Regions from separate parts of the Mus musculus genome. Here all the other regions are linked to region 3. Evidence: chromatin contacts called from public Hi-C data. All regions are on one chromosome and are shown on one strand. The core of a region is the stretch at or near the end of the contact, and the rest is flanking DNA. Distances in the headings are between cores, read along the strand shown. Region 1 has its middle 14 kb from the start of Hsdl2. Region 2 overlaps Susd1 (sushi domain containing 1). Region 3 overlaps Ptbp3 (polypyrimidine tract binding protein 3).

Evidence for each region. Hi-C and Micro-C count contacts between places; a contact is called where the count stands out from the background.
Region 1: a Hi-C map of liver shows a contact between it and region 3, with 3 times the contacts expected there. The contact joins two enhancer-like sites. A contact is called at or near these places in 2 of 39 promoter capture datasets (the C10 cell line and liver), 1 of 15 datasets of contacts at CTCF or cohesin (the NIH/3T3 cell line), 18 of 484 Hi-C or Micro-C datasets (B cells, CD4 T cells, the G1E-ER4 cell line and 11 more), 7 of 115 datasets of contacts at active chromatin or transcription factors (CD8 T cells, bone marrow-derived macrophages, embryonic stem cells and 2 more) and 4 of 9 other capture datasets (adipose tissue, embryonic stem cells, liver and 1 more).
Region 2: a Hi-C map of liver shows a contact between it and region 3, with 2.7 times the contacts expected there. The contact joins two enhancer-like sites. A contact is called at or near these places in 55 of 484 Hi-C or Micro-C datasets (B cells, the C2C12 cell line, CD4 T cells and 30 more), 4 of 115 datasets of contacts at active chromatin or transcription factors (CD8 T cells, bone marrow-derived dendritic cells, embryonic stem cells and 1 more) and 4 of 9 other capture datasets (adipose tissue, embryonic stem cells, liver and 1 more).

What each region holds. Positions count from the first base shown.
Region 1 is chr4:59,565,886-59,569,097 of GRCm38.p6, reverse strand. No RefSeq gene overlaps it. Among named protein-coding and RNA genes, the nearest start is that of Hsdl2, 14 kb to the left of the region's middle. Within about 2 kb of position 1,262, at least 27 of the 459 cell types and tissues checked have an H3K27ac peak or open chromatin away from gene starts, as enhancers often do. A contact at or near this core is called in liver, where this site is marked.
Region 2 is chr4:59,361,630-59,364,976 of GRCm38.p6, reverse strand. The region is part of intron 10 of Susd1 (sushi domain containing 1); the gene reads left to right. Among named protein-coding and RNA genes, the nearest start is that of Susd1, 75 kb to the left of the region's middle. Within about 2 kb of position 1,681, at least 54 of the 459 cell types and tissues checked have an H3K27ac peak or open chromatin away from gene starts, as enhancers often do. A contact at or near this core is called in liver, where this site is marked.
Region 3 is chr4:59,468,874-59,472,491 of GRCm38.p6, reverse strand. Ptbp3 (polypyrimidine tract binding protein 3) reads left to right here. Exons shown (of 14, transcript NM_178164.3): 14 at 1-624. Among named protein-coding and RNA genes, the nearest start is that of Susd1, 32 kb to the right of the region's middle. Within about 2 kb of position 1,306, at least 2 of the 459 cell types and tissues checked have an H3K27ac peak or open chromatin away from gene starts, as enhancers often do. A contact at or near this core is called in liver, where this site is marked.

The DNA.
Region 1 (3,212 bases), core at 13-2,512, 97 kb before region 3:
GAGTTTTCCGAGTGTAGCAATTGCTTCTGTTATGGTACCAACCTTCCATATAGGATTCCTGTGTCTCCTCTTGTTTGCTTCATTACTGTCAGGGGTTATGCGATGTTGTAGGATATCCTCATCCCTGTACTGTCATTTGTATTTCCCTGGTGATGATGTGTAATCCCAAAGGCAAGGGAGAGAGCACCCTCTTCTAATACTGGCCTTTATATTATCATTACGTTTTTCATCTCTTTAAAGCAGAGGGAAGACTTTATATCAACTACACTGTATCAAAACATAGTTTTGTTCTTTTTTTTTTTTTTTTTTTTTTTTAATGTTTAAGATAGGGTCTTTTTATGTAGCCCTGGCTGGCCTGGAACTCACACTTCTTCCATGTCAGCCTTCCAAATTCTGGGGCTACAGGCATGGACTAGCAAGCCCACTTCTGGTTTTGTTTTGCTGAGTGTATTACAGAGCTCTTTCCATGTTTATACCCAAAAAAAACCTACCTTAACCGTGTGTGTGTGTGTGTGTGTGTGTGTGTACATCATGTGTACTTGACTGTGGATGTGTGTGCTCTGGGTGAGTGTGTAAAAGTCAGAGGATGACTTCAACTTTGTGGACTTAGTTCTCTACCCAACCTTTAAGGGAGTTTCAAGGATCAAACTTAGATAGCCATGCCTCTCTGTGACAAGCACCTTTGCCTGCTGAACTTTCTTATCAATTCCCTACCTTAACTGTTTAAAAGCAGTTTATAGTCTGTCTTCATCTGAGTGTGTTCCAAATTAATGTAATCCTTTGTATCTGCGGTGAAACACAAATTTAAGACATTTAGGTATTTTCAGACTTGTCTCTATGATAAAGTGTTGCCATAAAAAATATTTGGACATGTGTGTACTCTTGCTCAGCACCCCTATTTCTCTACCATATATTTCTGAAAGTAAAACTGTTTGCTCGATGGATAATCACATGTATATTTTTCATGACACAGCTAATAACTGACAGCAAGATTTCCCAACCTTAATGGTTGGCCTTTGTGGTTAAATAATTCTTGTGTAGAAGGCTATTGTGGGCGTTATATAATAAGTTCAATAACTTCCTGGTCTGTAATCTATAGATGCCAATAGCACCCTTTGCCAGTTTATCCACTTACTATAGTAAAACACACCTAACATAAAGTCTACCACTCTAACCTATTTTACAAGGAGAGCTAGCTGAGCAGCACTAGATACATGACACTGTTGTGTAACTTTGCCTCATCCATTGCCAGTTCTGAGTTTGAACAGCCAAAAACTGTCCCTTAAAATTGCTGAAAATCTCCAGAGGGCAAGTTGTTGTGATGGTTTGCAACACCACGGAGAAAAATCTAGAGTGCAAATGTCATGAACGGCAGTAGCAACAGCCTGCAAAACAAAGGCTGAGGAGGTTAAAGGAAAAACAACAACACGCTGTCCAGGATCTCAGTGTCTCTCCTACAAAGAAAAGACATGGCTATGGAGAACATTATCAAAAGCGGGTTGTGGTGATCCATGCCTGTAATTCACTGATTGGGGGGCTAAGTCAAGAAGGTAGTGAGTTTCAGGCAAGCCCTGGACTCCAAGTAAGATTCGAGCTCATAAAAAAACAAACAGAAGTTTGCTTTTTTTGTTGTTTTTTGAGAACACAAAAACGTGAGAGAATAGATAGCAACTATAAAGGGAAGATAATGCATGCAGGGCTTTTTTTTTTTTTTTTCTTTTTTCTTTTTTTTCGAGACAGGATTTCTCTGTAGCCTTGGCTGTCCTGGAACTCACTTTGTAGACCAGGCTGGCCTCGAACTCAGAAATCTGCCTGCCTCTGCCTCCCAAGTGCTGGGATTAAAGGCATGTGCCACCACGCCCTGCAGGTCTTATTTTTGAGGTCCAGGCTAGCCTTAAATTGATGGCAGCTTTCTGAGTACTGGGACTGCAGGCATGAACCATTTCTTGGCTGCAATATGTGTGAGTACAGATATATTAAACATATACATTGATCTTTAGTGTGTAGATTTTAAGTGGATTACTGGATCATAGGGTGCTTCAAGTTCTAGTTATCCATAGGCTTAGATTTTTTTAAAAACCTACTTTAATAAGGGTTCTCAAATGCTTTGACTCTCCTTTCTATCTAGCTCACTGTCCAAAGGTAGGGAGAAAAGATTTGGACAAGGGGATGCGGACCTGTTTAGAAGTAGTTCATTGGGGTCATTTCAATCTCCATTTGTCAGGATGCCAGCAGTCCAGTTCAGTGGTGTCAGGATAGAAAGCATGAATCAGCAGTGGTGGCACGATCCAGCAGAAACTGCCAGGCATCCACCAAATCAGCAGGAGTCAGTGGAAGCGACCAGGACCAGCTGGAGTTCTCTGCCATGCCTCTCTCACAAAGTGAAGACCAGTGAAGACGCAAGACCAACAAAGAGCTATGCAGTTGTATTGTCACTGTCTGCTGAGTCCTATTTACACTCTTTCCAAACACCATGTATCCTCTCACAGGTCTTGCCTCAGCAAAACACCACCTAAGTCTGCACCATATGACACAACCAGAAACTTGCTCGTCAATTATCTGAGACACTTCAATGAAGTTACCCATAATAGTAGCAATATTAATTCATATGTTCACCAACAGCATGTGAGTCTCCCTTTCTTTTCATATTCACCAGTTATTTGGTATATTTTTTTAAATCTATTATTTATTTGTGTGTATGGTCAATTATTGCTTTCGTTTCCTGTGCTTTAAGGGTCAGACCCAAAAGATCTTCGTCAATACTGTTGTTCTAAGGCATTTCTCCTCTATTTCCTTCCACTGGTTACATAGTTTGGGGTCTTAAATTTAAGCTCACTGGCTAGTCTAGCTGGGCTGGCCAAGGAGCCCCAAGGGATCCAACTGTCTCTGCCACCCAACAGGCCACCACTCGGGACTTTTTGTATAAGGATTCTGGAAATTAACTCAGGTCCCTGTGTTTTCAGTGTGAGCATTTTACTACCCGAGCCTCCATAGCCCCAGGCTTGTCATAGAATGTGCTTATTTGTAATTTCTTTCTTTTTCACTAAGTTCTGCTTTGTTCTTATCTTCTAGTTCCGAATGATACATTGTTCCGTTGTGTGTCTGCAATCTACTTTGTTGATGCAAGCACTCTTTCCTGTAGACTTCCTCTGAGCACTGTTTTTGTTTTTTTGTTTTTTTGTTTCTTTAACTGAATCCTGAAGGTTTCAATA
Region 2 (3,347 bases), core at 432-2,931, 110 kb after region 3:
ACAGAAATGTTATCTCTGCTGCACTGGGCACTGGCTGAATCCAGGGGGTTCACAGCTGGGCCATCCAGGAGCATGGCCCCATGTAAAGAATAAGCTGTTACTTCTGTTTCAGGATGAGATGAACTAGAGTGCGTTGGCCTTAGAGGAGGCATAAGGTCCCTTCCTCCCTCCCTCTCCTAACTGGAAGCTGGGGTCTGTCTGTCTCAGCTTCTGAGGGTTAGAAAAGTGACTGAGCCCAGGATCCAAAATGGGGAGAGCGGCAGCCCTATGTCCCAGATTGTTCATTGGCTGAGCCTTTGTGTCCAAGGTCTATGAGAGTGATTTGGACGGAGTCCAAGTTCCAGCCTATAGAAGAGGACAGAAATTTCTCCAGGATTTTTAAAACCCCTATTTTTGTGCTAGATCAGTGATTTGGCTTCCCCCTTCTGCATGATGGTATATTAAAAACTGTTTCATGCTCACCAGTCTCTTGGATTTTTTATTACTGTGTTTGCAGCAGTCTGACTCACAGTAGGGGTATAATGACGCCCCTTGGTGCTCCTTAGAAACGCCTCCTTTGTGGATTTTCCTGGAAGCCATATAGAGGCCAGCGATGTTAACTACACAGCTCCCAGCTAGTGCTAAGGAGCACGGGGTCTTTAGCGTTCCCTCTCTCCCTCCCTGCCTCCCACCCTTTCTCCTTTCTTCTTTTCCTTAGAGAACCCACTCACTCAGGACTTCACACAAACTGGGCAAGCATTCTCCCACTGGGCCACGATGCCAGGGTCCCTTCTACCATTTCTTCACTTCTCTGGGCTTAGCAGTGAAGTTTCAGGGTTTCCTCTCTGGAGGAGCTGCAAAATGAAGGGCCTGCTCCTCTCTGGTCAGGACCCCACCCCCTACCCCCTAACCCCCACCCCATTTCCTGTTCACTTTCGCTTCTAGCAGGCCAGTTTGGCAGGCAGTATGACTTTTGCACAGGAGACTGTAACGCTCAAGACATTAGTGCATTTCTGTCCATCTCACCAAGTGTGGGATGACCAGGAGAGGTATTAGGCACAGGTTCACGGGTTCCATCCCAGAAGTTCTGAGTCAGTATGCACAGGTGCTCACTCAGGGTCTACCCACCTGATTCTGCCAGTCCACTTGGGTAGTATTGTTTTAGCCACACACAACTTAGCTACTCCTGGCCAATTACAATGTCCATGCAGGCAGAGATATGAGAAGGGAGGGAGGAAGGAAGTTAGAGAGGAAAAAAAGGAGAGATAGCTAAAATAATTCTATAGTTCATATCCAAGATGCTAATGTGCTAAAACTTGATCTGATCGATACATTTTTCCTAATAATCAAATACCCACTTCCTCTATTCCTGCATTCTTGACTTAGAGACCCTGCATGCGCTGTATAACCTGTTCAGGCACTCTCTTCATCATATTAGGTTCCAGCCAGTGTATGCACTTTTTGTAGTGAGAAACCAAATCTTAATTTTCCTTGCCACGTGGGATTACACAGGATTAATAGGCAAAGTATTGTCTTTACTGTTGTGGGCAACTCCCAGAATGACCCTCAGCACAGATTAGAGTGTGGTCATTTTAGAGAAGATTTAAATACAATGGGGTTATCCAGCTGGTCTTAGGCTGAGCCGCAGACAGCAGTGGGCAGATAACCTATTACCTACTTCTTGGAGGCCGGGGCTACATGAAGTACCGCAGGCTGCAGAGATCAGCATACTGCAACGTGTTTGCTCAGTAACCCGTGACACACGAACTCTGTGCAACAGGAAATGTGACCCAAGGAATGGAGCTTCCTGTCCATCGGGTCTGGTATTTACTGTTCCTTGAGGCTGAATGAGCGGTGAATTGTCTTTGCTTTTGTGGACTATGGCAAGGAAGTGACCACCACCCTTCGCCCACTTTAGCAAGGGAAATGACCTTTGTGATGTTGAACACTGGGGGCTTGAATACAAATATCCGTATCATCCCAGGTATCTACATTAGGAAAGCAATTCACAGGGCTTAGTTATATCCTTAGAGTTCATTTATTTCAACATTGGAATTCTGCGATCTGTTTAGCAGACCTGTCAGAAAGGGAGGTGAGACATTGTGGGTAAGATTTTTACCACTTCAGTATTTTCACAAGTGTGTTCTGCCCTCGACATGACGTGGGGATTTCTGATTCCAGGGTGTCCCATCATTGGACAGCTCTTCACAGGAAGTTTGTAGGGCTGTTTTTATATATTGCCTCTGCACATGGGTTGAGTCTGAAGAGACACATTAGAAATGGCTGCTCTCTCTCTCTCTGTAGATCTGGCTTAAGCGAGTGACTTAAGTCACTCTTTTAGGTATGATTGCAGTAATACTGCTTCTTTCAACTTGAGATCTGGTGCATGCTTGAACCAGAGACTGTACCTGAGACCCAAGTCCCCAGGTGACTGGTCTTTGGCACTGGTGAGAAACATCGGCTTCTGATTGGTGGCTGCTGCTTAGCTCTCTAGTGGGAAGCTTCGACCCTGGAGAGCTGAGCCAGGAGAACAATGTGAATCTGCCCAGACAGTGATGGACCTCAATTTGTCTCTGAATAATGTAGTTGCATACCGATAGCCTGAAATCTTTCATGGTAACCAGATACTAAATTTATCCAAAGAAACATTTTCATACTATAACCAAAAACTCTCAACTTTGAACCTTTCACCTCCATAGTTTCTTTAAGTTAAGCTATTTGAAAAATATCTGGATATATCTAGGTAATAGAAATGACCTCACTGTTTATAGAGCAATTATAAAAATCATAGCTTTAATTCAACATGGTAGATTTTTTTTCTTCTTTGAGACAGGGTTTCTCTGTAGCCCTGGCTATCCTGGAACTCACTCTGTAGACCAGGCTGGCCTTGAACTCAGAAATCCGCCTGCCTCTGCCTTCGAAGTGCTGGGACTAAAGGCGTGCGCCACCACGCCCAGCTTGATTTTTTTTTTTAATCATTCTTTTTGGCAGTATCTGGATAACATCGATATCTTTCTTTAGGCTGCTTCTAATCAGGGACCAGAAGACCCCCTCCCATGGATGCTTAGGACCATGCTTATTTCTCTTAAGCAGGGTTAGGCATGTTTGTAGCACAAGCTTGATAAGAATTCAGGAACATTAAAGAAACAACAGCTGACATTCTTTCCAGGGAATGAAGCTATAGAAGTGTATTTCTAACCTTCTCATCTCACCAAGAAGTGCTTCCTTTAGCCCTCTGTCCTTTCTGTTTACTTCCTTGAGTGGGGCGTGCAGGGGCGGGGGGATGGGATGAGAATTCTTCTTTTATCCTTAAAATGTAATTGTATTTGGAGAAGTTTTGAGATTATTCTGAGTCAGCCTTCTTAGGT
Region 3 (3,618 bases), core at 57-2,556:
CCTATTGGTGAATAGACTACTTAGAGAAAATGGGAGTTGACCATGAACAGAGCGAGACAGAAGGATGGACGGTTGTTTTCAGAACTGTATTTGAGGAAGGAATAGCACAGCTAGACGCCTCGAACATTGTCTAATGTTTTACATGGTCTGTTCATAAAATTCCCTTTTCTGTTTGTAAGGATGTTCATCTAACAGAAGAAAATGCTGTAAATATTTGTAACAACATTTTTTAAACCAGGCCAAAAAGAAAAAAAAAAAAGGTTTTCGGGAACAAGTTAACATATAAAGTGGTTTTATATAAAACAGCGATTGTCTTGTATATTTTGATAAGCAGCAGTACCAGATTTCATTTGTAATACAGTTTGTGGTATTGGAAGAAAAGGATTCTGTGATTGTCTAAGTGAATTATGTTATAAATGCAAAGAGGAGAAAATATTAAAAAACGTATTTTCTAACTGTGTAGTGCATGGTTAATTCAAGCTTCTGTACACTACAATATTGATTCCGCTTCCCTTAGGTTTGTATATTTGATAACTGTTCCTTGGAATCTCAGCCTCTTTTCCTAACACATATAGCATTGTAGCATGCCTTTTAATAAATGTCATGGCATCTGTACTCTCTTAAGGTTTTTCTGTGTTCTTGTCTGTACTTTGGGTTCCCTTTTGTCTTACCTGTAATCCCAATGATGTCATTTGTTTTGTTTTGTTTTGTTTTCCCCATGGCTATCCATCTCAAGTTGTCACACTGGATAGTAGATACTTTAACAACTTTAAACGCCGGGCATTTAAAGAAGAAAAGCCAAAGTCATCTATTCTTTAGGTATAATTCTCATTTTTAATGAAAAAAGCACTTCCCTGTTTTTAAAACATACTGCTTTGTCAGGCATCCTCCATTGCACATATAAATCAGTGTACTCCAAGGCTCCTCCCCTCCTTTCCCCTTTGTATCCAGGGAGGCATGGAGGATATGACCTTCAGTGAGTTGGAGTCCTTTTGAGTTCAGTTGCTAGCTGGCCATATATTGCTTCACTCCAGACAAACACTGGAGTTCAGGAGTCCTGAAGAGTCATGTCTGTTTTACTCAAAATCTCTAGAAAGTGGGCATTTATTTTTAGCACAAAAGGAAATTTTACAACACTGCTCATTACCTACAGCTTACCCATAGGATCTATTATTCACTTAAATGTTACTAAATAACAATTTCAGTAAAAAGGGGCAGAAGAAAAAGATAACCCTATAACCAAATGAAACTTTGATCAGTTGATTAACTGAAATGTGTACAGCAGAGGGCATAGGGTTATCACCAAGAGCTGTGCCAGTTTTAACATGACAACTAAGAGACCATGCTTCAGTTTTCAGTTGATTGCAGTTCTCTTTACCTTTACTGCCTGCTACACGTAAGTGCTATGGTTTTATATTCCCAAGCACAGATAACAGCAGGATTGTGAAGGTCCATCCACAGTGATAGGGGGATGGGATGGACAGGGCTTATGTCCTCTTTACCAAGCCCAACTTAAAAGACACTGGGTATCTTTTAAAGACGACAGTGTGCTGGGAGCATTTTGCTAAAAAATTTAAGCTGACTATATAGTTTGGCAAACCTAGCCCTTTAAAAAGTTCATTCCTTGCAGTTATAGGGCCTGAAAATTCAAGTTGTTTTTCAACTTCAGTGGGAATTTGACACCATTTCTCTTCATGTGCAGTTTTTCTTCTGATACTACCTGTCTTGCTGTGTAGATCTTGTGGTCTTTGTGTGCCTCCCTTTGGTTCTCTTCCCTTGTGTTTGTCCTAATCTTACAGGGCAAGCAAACTTGGTGTAGTGGCACATGCCTGTAGTCCCAGCACTGCAGAAGTAGAGACAGGAGGGAGGATCACTTGGGTTCCACTCAGAGATGATGTTTCAAAGCAACAGAACAGGCATAATTAAGCCCAACCATACCATCTCACCTTGCTTTATCTACTATAGGCCTTGTCTCTAAATACAGTGTGAGATGTGGGGAGTTAGACTTCAAATGTGAGTTGGAATGAGGGGTACACAGTTCAGCCCACAGCACTGTGGAATAGGAATTACTCAGCAACTTACACTGCTTATGCCAACAGTTGAGTTGCATGCTGGGAAAGTAAACATTAAATGCATGTGACTTTTGGGAGAATGCAGTATAGTGGCCATAAAGACCATCTAATTTTAAATCATACCTTTGAATTTCTGCCTCTAAAGTTCCAAAGCTGGATGGTGTAGCTGCTATTCTGCCAAAATAAATACTGCTGAAGCTGCCATACAACTAGTGATATGGCAGTACCTATTTTTTACTAATCATATACTTCTACTCTAGACATAAGCCATTTGAAAGCATTCATTGTTGCTCAGACAGGTGTTATTTGAAGAAAAAAGAATAATAGAACACAAGTCTGTGTGTGTGTGTGTGTGTGTGTGTTTGGGACAGCGTTTCTCTAGCCCTGGCTGACCTGGGATTCAACTTTGTAGACCAGGCTGGCCTCAAACTCAAGAGATCTGCCTGCCTATGCCTCCTGAGTGCTGGGATTAAAGGTGTGTGCCACCATTGCCCAGCCGGAACCTGTTTGCTGAAACAAGGTCCCATGGCCCAGGCTAGTTTCTAACTCTTAAATAGTGCTGGGGTTAAAGGCATGCACTACCACTGCCTGGCTTCTGGGTCTAGTTAATCCTCAATGTGTTAATACTTGGATGGTGCTACTGGGTAAAACAGATGGTTAAAAGGATTAAAGCTATCTTGTGTCTGTTATAGAGATTTCTTTCCCAAGGCATTCCTACGTCATGCCTTTTTTTGTTGTTGTTTCTTGAAATTAATGGGAATTTGTCTTTTTTGAGTTCCTATCTTAACAATTAAAAGGATAAAAATAAATGGTTTCATGAAAGTTAACTCCATTTCTGAACCATTGGGTTTCAGCATGGAATTCACAACTAGTCTAAAGAAATAGAAAAAGAATGGATGAATTCCTGTGAAGAGGCAGTAATGGTTCTTTTGGAAGAAAGTGCCCTCTGTTAGATTTAAGTCAGCACCTATATCTTTGTTCTTGGCCTAAGATTATAGAATTTGCAGAATTCTTGATCTTGGAAGAATACAAATGTCAAGTTGTAATCTGCTTATAGAGATTGTCCTTAACCAAAAGAAAGCAGATATTGAGTATCTAAATGTCAGCAGATGTACACTTTAGAATCAGATGCAGATCAAGAGATAATAGAACATTTTAAAATGGGGCTGTACAGTGATTACATAGAAGAGTCTCGCAGATGGGATGTCAATCAATAGAAGCAGTACAGAACTTAGAGGACGTATTTGCATCAGGTTCAGAAATAGGACCTTGGAGTGACCTTGGCAAAGGAAGAGATTGAGAGGCGGATGAGTCTGTATTTCACGTCTGTGCCAGTTGCTCAGAAGCATTGATTTTCTGATAATACATCTTTGTCTATGTAGGATTTGTGTTTCTGCGTTGCACTTTAATGAGGTTTTAAGAAATTATCAAGCCCAAGGCTTGTGTTGCTTAAGTCAGAAGAATATCCTATCCACTGAAGCTGTCTTAGGAAGAACTCAAAAATGCCATGGTCTAAGTTTACTGCAAAATTCTTCCCCATCTGTGT